Linked DNA regions of Manis javanica: region 1 is linked to region 2. A link is a contact called in public Hi-C data. All regions are on one chromosome and are shown on one strand. Each heading gives the region's core, a stretch centred on a gene start, on an enhancer-like site or on the middle of the called end of the contact. The rest is flanking DNA. Distances are from core to core; before and after follow the strand shown. Region 1 holds the start of RNF14 (ring finger protein 14). Region 2 holds the start of ARAP3 (ArfGAP with RhoGAP domain, ankyrin repeat and PH domain 3).

The links. A called contact is a pair of places that touch in the nucleus more often than the background predicts.
Region 1: a contact with region 2 is called in a Hi-C map of blood, with 7 times the contacts expected there. The contact joins the promoter of RNF14 here to the promoter of ARAP3 in region 2. A contact is called at or near these places in 2 of 2 Hi-C or Micro-C datasets (blood and fibroblasts).

Annotation. Positions count from the first base shown.
Region 1 is chr14:88,409,829-88,416,324 of MJ_LKY, forward strand. It overlaps RNF14 (ring finger protein 14), which reads left to right and starts at 4,667. Exons shown (of 9, transcript XM_037016331.2): 1 at 4,667-4,805.
Region 2 is chr14:88,165,955-88,172,596 of MJ_LKY, forward strand. It overlaps ARAP3 (ArfGAP with RhoGAP domain, ankyrin repeat and PH domain 3), which reads right to left and starts at 4,738. Exons shown (of 33, transcript XM_073221863.1): 1 at 3,920-4,738; 2 at 1,849-2,389; 3 at 1,672-1,733; 4 at 1,453-1,564. The coding sequence starts at 2,372.

The DNA.
Region 1 (6,496 bases), core at 3,417-5,916, 240 kb after region 2:
TGACCAGGGAGGCCGGTCACATAGGTGATGTGGCTATTTCCCCTTACATACCCAACTGACCATTGTCCTTGAGCAAAGGGTTAACTTGATCTAAGCATATGATTGGGATTAATGATGTGGGTTCAGGACTCTAACTGCCTGGGTTCAAAGCTTTGCTCCATAAATTACCATCTGTGTGACAGTGGCCAGGCACTTAACTTCTCTGTGATCCGTTTCCTTAGCTTTACAAAAGGAGTGATGATGGTAGCCTGTTGTGGAGCTGTTGTAAGGTTTAGTTAGCTTAGTCGATGCACAGCGAGCAGGGTAGCATTCCAAGCATTAGTCATTTATAATTGTGTTTTTAGTATATTAGCCCGTGCCTGTACCACTGGGAGTGGGGGAAGGAAGGTGGGGGGGGGTTGTTCCATAGATGAGTTATGGAGAATCCTAGGAACATACTGAAATTATACTAAAAAATATTATATAACACCATAATTTTTAAATAGATTCTAAGACGTATGACTCACAAATAAGGTAAACATAAACTCATAGCTGGTGCTATGAGTGCCAGATCAGTGCAGATCGGTGCATCTCAGTGAGGTTGGGTGGAGATGGGGTGCATGTCAGAATGACTTAAAGTATATCAAAATTGAAATCTACATGCTGGAAGTAGCCCACTTCCCCTCTGAGGGTTGGGGAGAGAGACATAAGGTATGTGTAACTCTCACCAACTCAGAATTTATGTGGTTCAGTTTGGGGCTACATTGTGGTTATTAAGGCACAAAATAAATTATACATTGTTTTTTGCATTCTTCTTGAAAACCATGAAGGAGAGCCATAGTTTACCACAACTCGTTCAAAAGTCCTTATCTTCAATCTAACTCCACTTTTTTGTTGTTTTGAAGATGAAGACTCTATTTGAAAGAAAAACCAATTTTTCAGATTCCATGTGACAATAGTAAACCTTTTAAGATCTACATGGTCAGCAGATATCCCAGCAGGAATTTAGGGACGCTCCTGTAATAGGGTGGGGCTCACCATTGTCCAGTCCTGCTCCAGAGTTGTGTCAGGGTTTTCACCTCCACACGTTCACCCCTCTGTATGTCAAGACTTGTTTCAGGGATGCTTGTGAGTGGTGGCCGTTGAAAAGGAGACCGTCCCCACTGGTCAAGTGACACGAGCTCAGCAAAGTCTCTGGACACCCATGGGATGCCGGCAGTGGATGGAGACAAGTACCGGCACGGATGGGAGGCCTGCCAGTCCCTGCAGTAGCCACACATATTTTGTGATCTACTCCTGCTTCACTAGCCGAAGACCTGAGCCCTGATCTCTGTCTGGGTCGCATATCCCCTCCTCTCCTAAGCCTAGACTCCAGCAGCTAGTGTCCCCGGAGACAAGCGATGGACTTGGATCTCTTCATCTCCCTCAGGTTCTCATTCTCACTTGCCAACATGTCCCAAACTCTGATCCTAACTTCCCTAGGGCCTTCCTTTTTAATTCTTAGGGCCAGAACATTTTATCCTCTCTGTATTCCTGTTACAACAAACCTAATTCTCTTACAGGCCAGAGGAAAGGGTGAGACTGATGAGGAATTGGTCCTAATCCTGTATGTCACCATGGTATGATTCTGGTCAAATCACTTCACTCCTCGGTGCCCCAGTTTCCTCGTCTGAGTCCTGGAGTCCTGGGTACTTAACTGAGATAATGCATGTAAAGTGCACATCACAGTGGAGGACTGGGCATATGGGGAAAGCTCAATTCAAAAGACTACCCAGGTACATGAAACTGAAGACACAGAAGTCTGCTACTTCGATGGAGTCTGAAAGCAAGATTTATTAGAAAACTCTTTGCCCAATCCTGACCTCAGAACCGGACTCTAATTATTTAGTCCATTTTAAAATTAATCCGAATTATTCAGATTGCTTTGAAATTCTCTCTTCTGGGCCCTCCATCCTGTGACCTCTGACATGAAGTCATGACATGATGCCATAATTTACCTTCTGTCCCGACTTTGTGAGAATTTCCTGAGCTGGTTCTCAGACTCCCTCATGTTTTGCATCTGGGAGGTCTCCGGCAGGATTCACGGTCTCACCGCTGAGCACTCTGAGGTAGGGTTACCATGCATTTTGCTCTTGGTTTTATTTCTTTTGGCAAAACATGAATAATGGTATTAGTGGATGGTTTCGGAGATTCTTCTTCCTTCCTTTGTGTTTTCAAGGAGTATGTTTCTGGTTTTGGTATCTATCACAGGGGTAGTTAGATTTCTGTTCTATGATAGTACAGAAAATTAGGAGTGATAATTTGCATGCAAGTAAGCCCCTCCAGTGCCCTGATTTACTTACCCACTTGTTTCTTCCTAGTCTTCTGGGTGCAGGACCAGCTACATAATTTGCAGAGCTCAGTGAAAAATGAAAATGCAGAGCCTCTTGTTCAAAATTAAGAATACCAAGATGGTCACAGCAGAGCATTAGACCAAGAGCAGGACCCTTCTAAGCTTGAGTCCCTGCTGAGCTTAGGGGCCTGTGTGACTTTACAGGTGCTCCCCCATGAAGCCAGTCCTGCCTGGGAGACAGAGGTGGTTACCTTTAGATTTCTGGAGGCTTAGGTTAGAGGCCTAGCTATGCAAGCTGCTTTTCTAGGGGAAGAAGTTTATGATAAGGAGGACACAGGAGCCTATTAGGTCATTAGGGACACATTAGTTTTATGGTTCCCCTGGGAACCAACATTTCAGCATTCCATTTAAGTACTGAGACTAGTCCTTTGTATCTACATGTATCTAAAAAATTTGGTATTGAGATATAATTAACATACAATATAACTCACACTTTAAAAATGTGTAATTCAGTGGTTTCTAGAATATTCACAAATTTGTGCCACCATCACCACCATCTAATTCCACAATATTTCCATCCCCCAAAAGAAACCCCATAACCATTAGCAGTTACTTCGCATGCCCTCCTGCCTCAGCCCCTCGCAACCACTAAACCTACTTTCTGCCCTATACATTTGCCTCCTCTGGACATCTCATATAAATGGAATTATACAATATGTGGCTTTTTGTGCCTGACTTCTTTCTCATAGCCTAATGTTTTCAAGGCTCATCCATGTTGTAGCACATATATAGTAATTCATGCCTTTTTATAGCATGAATTTAATAACTTAATAATATTCCATTGTATGGATATACCACATTTTGTTTATCTATTTATCCACTGATAGACATTAGAATTGTTTCCACTTTTGGCTATTGTGAATACTATGGCTGTAGTGTACATTTATGACTACTATATACAAATGTACAAATATACTTGTACATTTGTGTATAAGCTTTTGGGTAAACATATGTTTTCAATTCTCTTGAGTATATATCTAGGAGTAGAATTGCTGGGTCTTATTGCAACTCTATGTTTAACTTTTTGAGGAGCTGTCAAGCTGTTTTCCAAAGTAGGAATTTTACATTTCCAGCAGTGTATGAAGTTTCAACTCTCTACATCCTCACCGATACTTGGTATTAAGTCTTTTAATTACAGCTGTCATGAGTGTGAAGTGATTTCTCATTGTGGTTTTGACTTGCATTTCCCTGATGACTAATAATGTTGAGCATTTTTCATGTGCTTTCTGACCATTTATGTATCTTCTTTGAAGAAATGTCTATTGAGATCCTTTGCTCATTTTTAAATTGGGTTGTCTTTGTATTGAGTTGCTATTCTTTGCATATTCTGGATATTACACTCTAATCAGATATATGATTTGCAAATAATCAGATATATGATTTCCTGTTCTACGGGTTGTCTTTTCACTTTCTTGACAGTCTCCTTTGATGCAGAAAAGTTTGCGATTTTGATGAATCCAATCTGTTTTTTATTGTGCTTTTGGTGTAGTAGCTAAGAAATTATTGTCTAATCCAAGTTCATGAAGACTTACTCTGACATTTTTTTAAAAGAGTTTTACAGTTTTAGCTATTACATTTAGGCATTTAGGTCATTGATCCGTTTTGAGTTTATTCTTGTACATGGCATGAAGGCGGGGCCATGTGGCTTAAATTCCTGCTCAGCCTCTCAGTAATCATGTGCCCTTTGGTAAATTCTTGAACCTAAGTTTCAGTTTCCTCACTTGTAAAGTGGGAAAAACAAATGGTACCGAGGTCATGAGGTTAAAGTGGAGATACAGTGTGCATAAAGCACTTAGCAAAGTGCTGGAAGTATCCTAAATGCTCAACATACGTGGTAGTTATTACTGTTATATCCGCAGTGAGTGGTTTCACACTGGAGGTGCCAGAAAGATGCGCAGCATTTCTGAGGACATAGTTGGGATTGGCGGGAGGGGGAGGAGGCTTGCTTAGTCGGCCTGGAGGAGCAGGTCTGGCTTCGTTCGGGGAGTGCTTGCCTCCGGCTGACCGCGGCCTCACGATCACCTCTAGAATTGGTAAAAATTCGAATTCCCGGGCTCCATCCCAGAACTACAGAAAGGAACTACCGTCACGAGGCCCCTGAACCGGCTTTTGTATAAACTTTCCCAGAAGCGTACTTCAGTTTGCAGGCCAGCCGGGCGCACGGTGGGCAGGGGGGGCGCATGTAGTGCCGCATTTGGCCTGCGGAGGGCGGCGGAGGAACCCGAGCGGACACGGCGGCTGCGCAGAGCCCGGCTCAAGCCGGGGCCACCCCGGCCGGATCCGCCGGGCGCAGCTGACAGCTCCGAAAACGGAAGAGGCGGTCCGCAGGTCACGCCGGGCGTCCTCAGGCCGGGCCCACGAGGGGCGGAGGGGGAGCCCAGGGCCGGGGCGGAGCGCGGAACCTTCGGAACTGGCCCGGCTGGGCGGCCGGAAGGTGCGGTGGGACCGCGCTCCGGGCGCGCGCGGCGGGGAAGGGCGGCCGGGCGGGGACTGCTCAGCGGGCCTCGGCACCCCAAGCCCGGGCCTGGCCGAGACCCCTCCGAGTGCCCGGAGGAAGGGGACGGTCCGGCCCAACCCCTTCGGGCCCCGGGCCCCGGCTCCCAGCTCCCCAGTCCGCACAGCGCCCTCTGTGCCCGGGAGCCGGGGCCGGTGGCGGCGGGGGCCTGCCCGCGGGTTGTAGGTGAGTCGCGCAAACGACGCGGCACGCCGGCCGGTGAGAGGCGGGGACGCCGACGGCGGCGTTTGTGACTAGGGCTGAAGTCCGCCTGCTGGGGCCCAGGAGGAAAAAGACTATTTTCCTAGGCCGGAAGGAAAACCGGCGGAAGAGGGCTTCCCTCACTGGCGTAGCGGTTTCCGGTTTGCCAGAATTAGTAGTAAACTTGATATCCCCTGTCTGATTACGCCGGAGTTTATTCTCGCTCCCTGTTACAGATGAAGAAACGGGGTGGTGGGAATCCAGCAGTGTGACCTTGGCTGGAAAGGGATTTCAACTATCATTCTTCTTATTTGTGTAATGGGAATAGTAATAGGCCTTGTTGCACGGGGTTGTGGTACTCTAACAGGAGCTAATGCATTTAAGGGCTTAGCACAATGCCTGGCACGGGTTAAGAGCTCACTGTTTCTCTTGCTGTTTCTGTGACGACCAACTCTGCCTCCTGCTTCTAGTGGATGTGGCAGAGCAGACACTGAACCTTTTGATTCAGGCCCCCGTTTCAACACACCTCATCCCACCCCAGTTCAGTTCTATTTTTTTCCAGTGTCAAATGCAAGGGATTGCTAGAGGCTGAGAACAATGCACAGATGCAAAAGGCTTGATTCTTACCCTTAAGGAACTAATGCAGTCTGGAAGGAGAAGAAGTTCAAGTTCTTTCACTACTGTAATGCAGAGTGGGACGTGACAATGTCACAGCAAAGTTTAGAAAGTTTGCTGGATTTTTAAAGACATTTCCATTTGGTAATTGGAAATGTCTATATGGAATAGGGGGGCTTTTTAGGTGGGTCTTGAAGGCTGAGTGGATAAAATCAGGAGGATATGTAGGTCAGCGATGTGAATTAAGGGACTGGGACCCCATGGCAGCTTCAGAAGCTGGGATCTGGTGGGGTAGGTCATCAGGAGTTGTTGACTGAAATCACTGGAGTAGAATTTTTCAGCCCTACCTGCACCTTAGAATCACCTGGAGAGCCCAGACAGCTACTGATGGCCTGGGGTAATTGCTCCCGAGTATGGCCTGGTCTTGAGATTTTTAAAAATCAGTGCCTCAGGTGATTCCAACATGCAGACAAGATGGAGAGCGCTAACCTAGAACCAGAAACTGTAAATTCATCTTCCACTCCATTTACAAATGCTTAAACAGAAAGAAACAAAAAACTTAATTATGTTATCAACATGTACTACACCTGGCAACATTGTTTAAATAAGGTAGCGTGGAAAGACCTAATAGGGTACATAATGGGTGCTCAGTAAATGTAAATTGATTCTGAATTTTATGTTTACCTTATTTGTGAGTCATACGTCTTAGAATCTATTTAAAAATTATGGTGTTATATAATATTTTTTAGTATAATTTCAGTATGTTCCTAGGATTCTTCATAACTCGTCTATGGAACAACCCCCCCCCCATTCCT
Region 2 (6,642 bases), core at 3,488-5,987:
CACAAATTCCGATCTCCAGCTCAGACCTGTCCCCTGCACTCCAGGCTTATATATCCCATGGCCTATTATTGGTCATCTCTTCTTGGATGTATAACATACACCCCAAATTCAGCACGCTGAAAACTGACCCTTTAAGCCCCCCTACCTCCACCTGCTTTACACACAGTCTACCCCTTCTCAGACCATGGCAATGCCAGGAACTCTCAGTTGCTCAAACAGCACTGTCCACCAGAAGTCAAGCAAATGCCACACAGGTAATTTTAAATTTCCTAGTAGCCACATTAAAAAAATAAACAGGTGAAACTCATTTAAGTAATATTTTATTTAAACCAGTATACCCAAAACATTAACATTTTAGTATGTAATCAGTATAAAAATTATGAGGGTAATTTATATTACATCTATATATACATTATATTCACCCAAGATTGTTTTTCTCGTACTAAGTCTTTAAATTTGGTGCAGCTACGGTATATCTCACTCCAGACTAGATAGATTTCATATGTTCAGGACTCAACACATGGCTAGTGGCTCAGACAGAAACATGGACAGTGCAGGCTCAGACAGAAAGCCTTGAAGTCATTCTTGACCACTCTTTTCTCACACCCCAATTTACTAGGACAGTTTGCTTTCAAGATCCAACCCAGATCCAACCACATCTCCCCCTCTGTCACCCTAGTCTGAGATGTCTCACCTAGATGACAGCAATAACCTCCTACCTGGTCTCTCTGCTTCTGCTTTTGCCCACTGCGGACTATTTCCAACAAAGCAAATACGGGGATTCTTAGAATGTCAGTCAGAACACTTCCAATGTCTTCCCATCTCACACAGAGTAAAAGACAAGAGCTCTTTGCAGCCTCGATTCTGGCCACTCCCTCTGCCTGGGATTCTTCTCCCAGATACCTCAGGGCTAATTCCCTCCCCCCCTTCAAGCTTTCACTCAAATATCATCTTCTTAATACCCTGACAACCCTTGAAAATCTGTGATCTACTCCCCCCTTACTCCATCCCAGCCCTCTTACCTTGTTCTATTTTTTCCCATGGCACTTTGCACCTTTTAACATATAACTTATTTATTATATTTATAGTTAATTGACTGTCTCCCCACAAGGTCAGGAATTTCTGATCTACACCAAGTATCTACAATAGCATCTGGCATGCAATAAGTGCTCAATGAAGATTTGTTAAATAAAAGAATGAAAAGCGCTTCTCCCTGTTCCAAATTATATATCTATCTGTTTGTCTACTGTTTTATTTCTGGTCTGCTTCACAGGCTCACAGGCTGCCTGCGGGGGAGCACTGGGTCGTTATATCTGTGCATTGAGTAGCTGAGTAGCACACAGTGGACACTTAATGCACAGGTGATTAATAACCGGATACATGGCTGCCACCCGCTCAACTGCTCCTCAGGCTTCCCCTCCTCCTGCCATCACCACTTCACTGACTACTCACCTGTGTTCAGCCCTGTCCTGACAGACACCTCTGCCTTCTCTTCTGTCAGGGGCCCCTGGGGCTCCCACAGGCTGGACACCATAGTAAAGGCAACCAGGGTCCATGATGTGCACTGGCAGGGGGAGGCATGGGAGAGACAGGGAAGAGGAGATCACGGTGGAATGTCTGAGGTCCTGAAGGGTACAGTCCCTCTCCCCCAACCCATGATAACCCACCTACCTGTGCCTGTTGTGGGCCTGAGGGCAGGGGTAGGGGCGGCTGTCTGGGTGCTGTCTGGTGCCCTGAAGGGAAAGGTCTAGTGGTCATTAAGGAAGAGAGGAAGCAGGACAAGCCCTCATTCCTGCTCTCCCCTGCCCCCACCCAGCACCGGGGTCCCAGGGAGCCAAGCCCACTCACACATCCTGTGCTGCCTGGGCCCTGCCTCGGAAGTCCAGGCCAAAGTAGATAGCATTGGGCATCATCTCCACAGTACTCATGGTGGCTGCAGGCTGCTCAGAGTCAGAGGTGGGGAGCGGAGGGCTGGACTCCGGGCTCCTGGACAATTCTGGTCTCCCAAGCACTGGGCTCAACCCAGGCCTCTGGGTGGTGCTAGGGCCACTGAGCCCACCAAATACTGTCCTGGGCTTAGGCACAGGCTTGTGGAGCGGGGCTTGGAGGGCTGAGCTAGGGGATGGCTCCATGGCATTATCCGATGGGGTAGCTTCCTCCAGGAAGCCCTCTGCAGTGCTCGCCTGCAGCAGGCGCAGAATGCGTTTTCGGTGCCCTGTGGCGCTGACACCCAACTCCTTCAGCTCCTCGTGGCCCAGGCCCCGGGCTGCAGCCGCTGTAGCCAGGCCGTGCTGCCGGAATGTGTCTGCATACTGCTCCAGGTGCACCGTGGCCAGCCACACAGCAATGTCCAGGTCCTGAGGGGCAGCCATGGGGGCTCAAGCCATTGCTGGGGGGAGGGGAATGGTGAAGGGAGGGCTCAGGCCGAGATTCCCCCTCCCTGTCCCAAGGTCGGAGGCCTGGACAGGGGGTACCAGAATTCAGTCTTCCTCCAAAGAAAAATAACCAGAGGCCAGCAGTCTGGAGGCAAAGCCACCCCAAAACATCAGAAAGGTCTTTCTCAGTACAAGAGAATCTCTTTGAGGCCCAGAGAAGGACAGAGGCTTGCCCCAGGCTCACAGCACGTCAGTGGTAGAGACAGCCCCCAAGCTCTTGCCCAGGCCGGGTCTGGGTCAAAACTCTGCTTTTGTATTACTATACATTCAACTAAGGAAGCCACTAAGGATAAGATGCTTGAACCCTGCAGGGGCAGGACGGAGTGGACGGTGGGGAGGAAGAGGCCCGGGATGTGTGCACAGGGGCAGCTGTGGCGGAGTCGGGAGAGAGGGTGCCGATCCCAGTCCCACTGTTTTCCAGAGCTGAGGTGCGGGCTCGGCCATCTTAATCCTGGTTGTTCCCAGTTCCTCCTCCCCTTCCACCTATTGTCTCTGCTCAGACTTCCTTCCTGTCCCTCCAGCCCTGGCGGCCCCCACATCCTGCCTGCCTTGGTCAAGCTGCCCAGAGAGTGCTAACTAGTCCCAGCATGTGGGGTCCTGGCCTCCAGCAGAGACCCCTTAGGGAGGGGGGCAGCCAGAGAGATGGGGACTACAGGCCAGGAGTACGCCAGGGTCTTCACCCTCCACCCACCTGGGGCATGTTCACACACAGGCATGCAAACCCCGGTGGGGATGCAGCAATGTGAAATGGCACCCCCACCTCTGCTTTGGCCAAGCCTTCCTCTTCTCAGGCCTCACTTTTCCCTGCGTCTGGGCCTGGGTCTCTGTGGCTCTGTCCCCCTCAGCTCCACAGCCTGACTCTGGCCCAGGTCTGTTCTCTGGGTCACCTCAGGTTCTGCCTCTTCCGACTTCCAGCTCTGCCCTGTCCCTGTCTCTGCCTCTGAACTCAGCTTTGTCCCTCTCCTTGTCTTGCTCTCTGTCATTAAGCCTCTCCCTGCCTCAGTTTCCAATTTTAACTAGCTCTTTCCTTGTATCTGTGTCTCTGTCACCTCTGCCTCTGGGTTTCCGTCTGCCTCTGCCTCCACGGATCTCTCCCGGTTTCTCCCTGCGGGGTCCTGACCAGGACGCCCCATCGCCCCGGCATCAGTTCTGGCCTGTCTCTGCCCCTGCGTCTGGGCCCCATCCCCAAGCCAGGGCCTGGGTGCTGCGCCTCCGGCCTTGACGTAGGGCCCGGTTTCCCGGTGACTCAGGCCAGGACGAGGGCACGGGACTGGGAACCAGGAGGCGCGCCGGGCAGGAGTGCCGGGGGCGGGCCGGGCAGCGCCGGGCCGCGCGGGCCGCGGCGAGGGAGGGGGCAGAGGCCGGGCGAGGGGAGGCAGGGGCGGGTCGCGGCGCAGGGCGGGGAGGGGAGCCCCCGAAGGCCCTTGACGAGGGGATGGGGAGGAGTCTGGGAGGCAGAGGCCCGGGGGCGCGGGGGTCCTCACCTCCTCGGCGGCCGCCGTCCGCTGCCCGTGCCCGCCGCGCCGTCCGGGGCCCCAGCCCCGCCGCGCCGGCCCCGCCCCCGACGGGGCCCAGCCCCGCCCCGCCCCGCCGGCCGGTTTCCTCCGCCGGGCCCGCCGCTCCTTGTGCAAGCGCCGGCCTTCAAAGGGCTTGGGCTCCTTACCCAACCCCTGCGCTTATCTTCGGGCCCGGCCAGCCCTGCCCTCGTGGGGCCCAGAAAGGGGCCGGATCAGGGCTGGGGGCCGAGGCAGCCCTAGAGAGAGGGACAAAGAGGCAGGGAGGAAAGCAGAGCGCCGAGGACGGCTTCCCATCCCCTCCCCGTCCTGCCAGGAGGGGCCAGCCCTAAGCCCCCAGGACACCTCTCCCGCTCTGCTAGGGGCTGGGCCCTAACACCCAGCTGATGGGGGCACAGGGGCTGGCAGACGGATAGCCGCACACGTCCAGGCTGAGGAGCCCTGGAGCCCGGCCATCTGAGCTGGGGGAAAAGGGGCAGAGGGGTCCCCATCCGCTCCTCCCTCCCCAGGGATGATGGGCAGCAAGGCGACATCCCCACTCGGAAACCAGGGCTTGGGGCTGCCTTTTTGAGGCTAAAGCTGGCGTCCTGCAAGCACAGTGAGCCAGCAAGCAGACTTTTTCATCCGTGGGAGAAGTCCTTTCCCCTCATCCTCCTGCAGTTTTCTTTTTTTTTCTTTTTTTTTTCTTTTTTTGCGTTGGCTGGGGTTTGGGAGGAGAGGACAGGGCCGAGTAGAGGTAGCTCCTTTCCCTTCCCGATCTTGCTGGGGGCCGCAGCTCAGGATGCTGCTGGAACCCGAGGCACTTCCCCCTCAGAGCTGAGCAGGCTAACTGTATGTGCTGGGGGAGCTGTTGGCCAGCAGTGTTTTCCTGTTTGTACGAGAGGAAGTTGGCTGTGAGTCAGCAGACACAAGAACTACCAGTAGCTAGGGGAAGACCCCTACCTCAGGGGGAGATGAGGGGAGTGTGGGGAAGTGGTGCCCACCTCTCCCAACTGCCGCAACTTGGGGAGGCACTGCCTGGGGTCCTTTCTGAGAAAGAGAATGATAATTTGTAATAATTAATAATTAAAATGTCCATAAAAATGCTACCAATTACTGAGGGCTATGTCCCAGATAATGTGCCCACATTGCTTTGCAAAGTTTCTATTAATCCTCACAGCAACCCTTCAGATAGGAAATTTCATCACCTCCCTTTTAAAGATAAGGAGACATTTCTGGATGGGCAGCTGTGGGGCCGGGAGAACACTCCTCACATACTTTGAACTGTAAAAAGCAACAATTGACCAAGGGCCTCAGCGGCTTCTCTCTGAAATCCATCAGCTCCTTCCATCTGCCCCCTGGGCTGCTCCCAGCCAATGACCAGGCTCAGCAGAGGTCCCAACGCCGGCCCATTCCTGAGAGAGAGGAGCCTCCTCTGACCGCTGACATCTGGAGGATTCTCCCAGGGCCCTGTTGAACGTCCCTCACCCACTGCAGAATGGTCTAGGGGGCTTCCTCCCGGCCTTCCTGCCCCTCTCCCAGGCGCTGGCTCTTGCTCTCTTACGGGCATTTCCCGCAATCAAATCCTTGCACATTTCATCCTGCCTTGATAGCTGCTTCTTAGAGGGTTCATAGCAACCCAGCAAGAGAAGGGAGTGGGGTACAGGACACACGGAACTTTCAGGGATAGGTGCTGGGGGTTCTGCTCAGGAGCCAGGGCAGGAGCCCGATTCAGGAGTCGGGAACATTTTTTGAGTCATGTTCCCCTTTGGCAGTCTGGTAAACCCTATGGATCTAGTCTCAGGATAATGTTTTAAAATGCATAAAATGAAATATGTAGGATTACAAAGGAAACCAATTATACTGCAGTACAGTTATAAAACTTTTAGATGTAGTAATATATGTGTTTCTTTATTAATCTTTTAAATAAGATCTAGCAGTAGGTTGATATTCTCATAATTTTGAAGCAGTGATGAGCATAAATGATATTTCAAAATACTTGCAATACTGTAATGTGATAGCAAATATGTGATTTTTATTGGTGACAAAGCCATAGTTATGGCTAATATGACTGGTTCATTGCTACTGTTGTAATTGAAGGAAATGCTCAATTTCAGCTAGAGATGAATGAAAAGAATGTAATTTTTCCCATCCAAGTTCAGTGACTCCAAATTAAGGACACCCGAGTCAGAGGCTCAGGGCAGAACCACAGAGAGGGAGACCCAAGACGCAGCTCCTTCCCTCAGAGCCCACTTCCCTTTCTGACTCAGCCCCTTGGGGGTAGGCAGAGCCTCTGGCCCTGGGGTTCTATCTTCCTTCTCTCTTTCTCAGTTTCTCTTATCTCTGTCTCTCCTCACCTCTCACTCCCACCGCCGCCCCTCTTCTCTATTTCTCTATTTCTCTTCCTATTTCTGTCTCTTTTCTTCTTTGTCCTGGCTTTCTCTCAGTGTATTTCTGTCTTTCTTCATACTGGATCTTTCTGTGGTTTTCTCTGTGTGTCTGTCTCTTTCTGCCTCTGTCTCTGTCTCTCTGTACCTTTGTCTGTGTCTCTCTCTGTGACCCCATAATCTGTTGCTGAGAGGACAGGGCAGACTCCAGGGATTCCTTTAGCCTGGGCACAGTGGGGCAGAGAGAACTCTTTCATTCTAGGGTCCTTGGCAGCTAGGAGAGGGAGTATCCCTGGGCCTGGGCTCTGGCCAGGGAGGCACACGTCT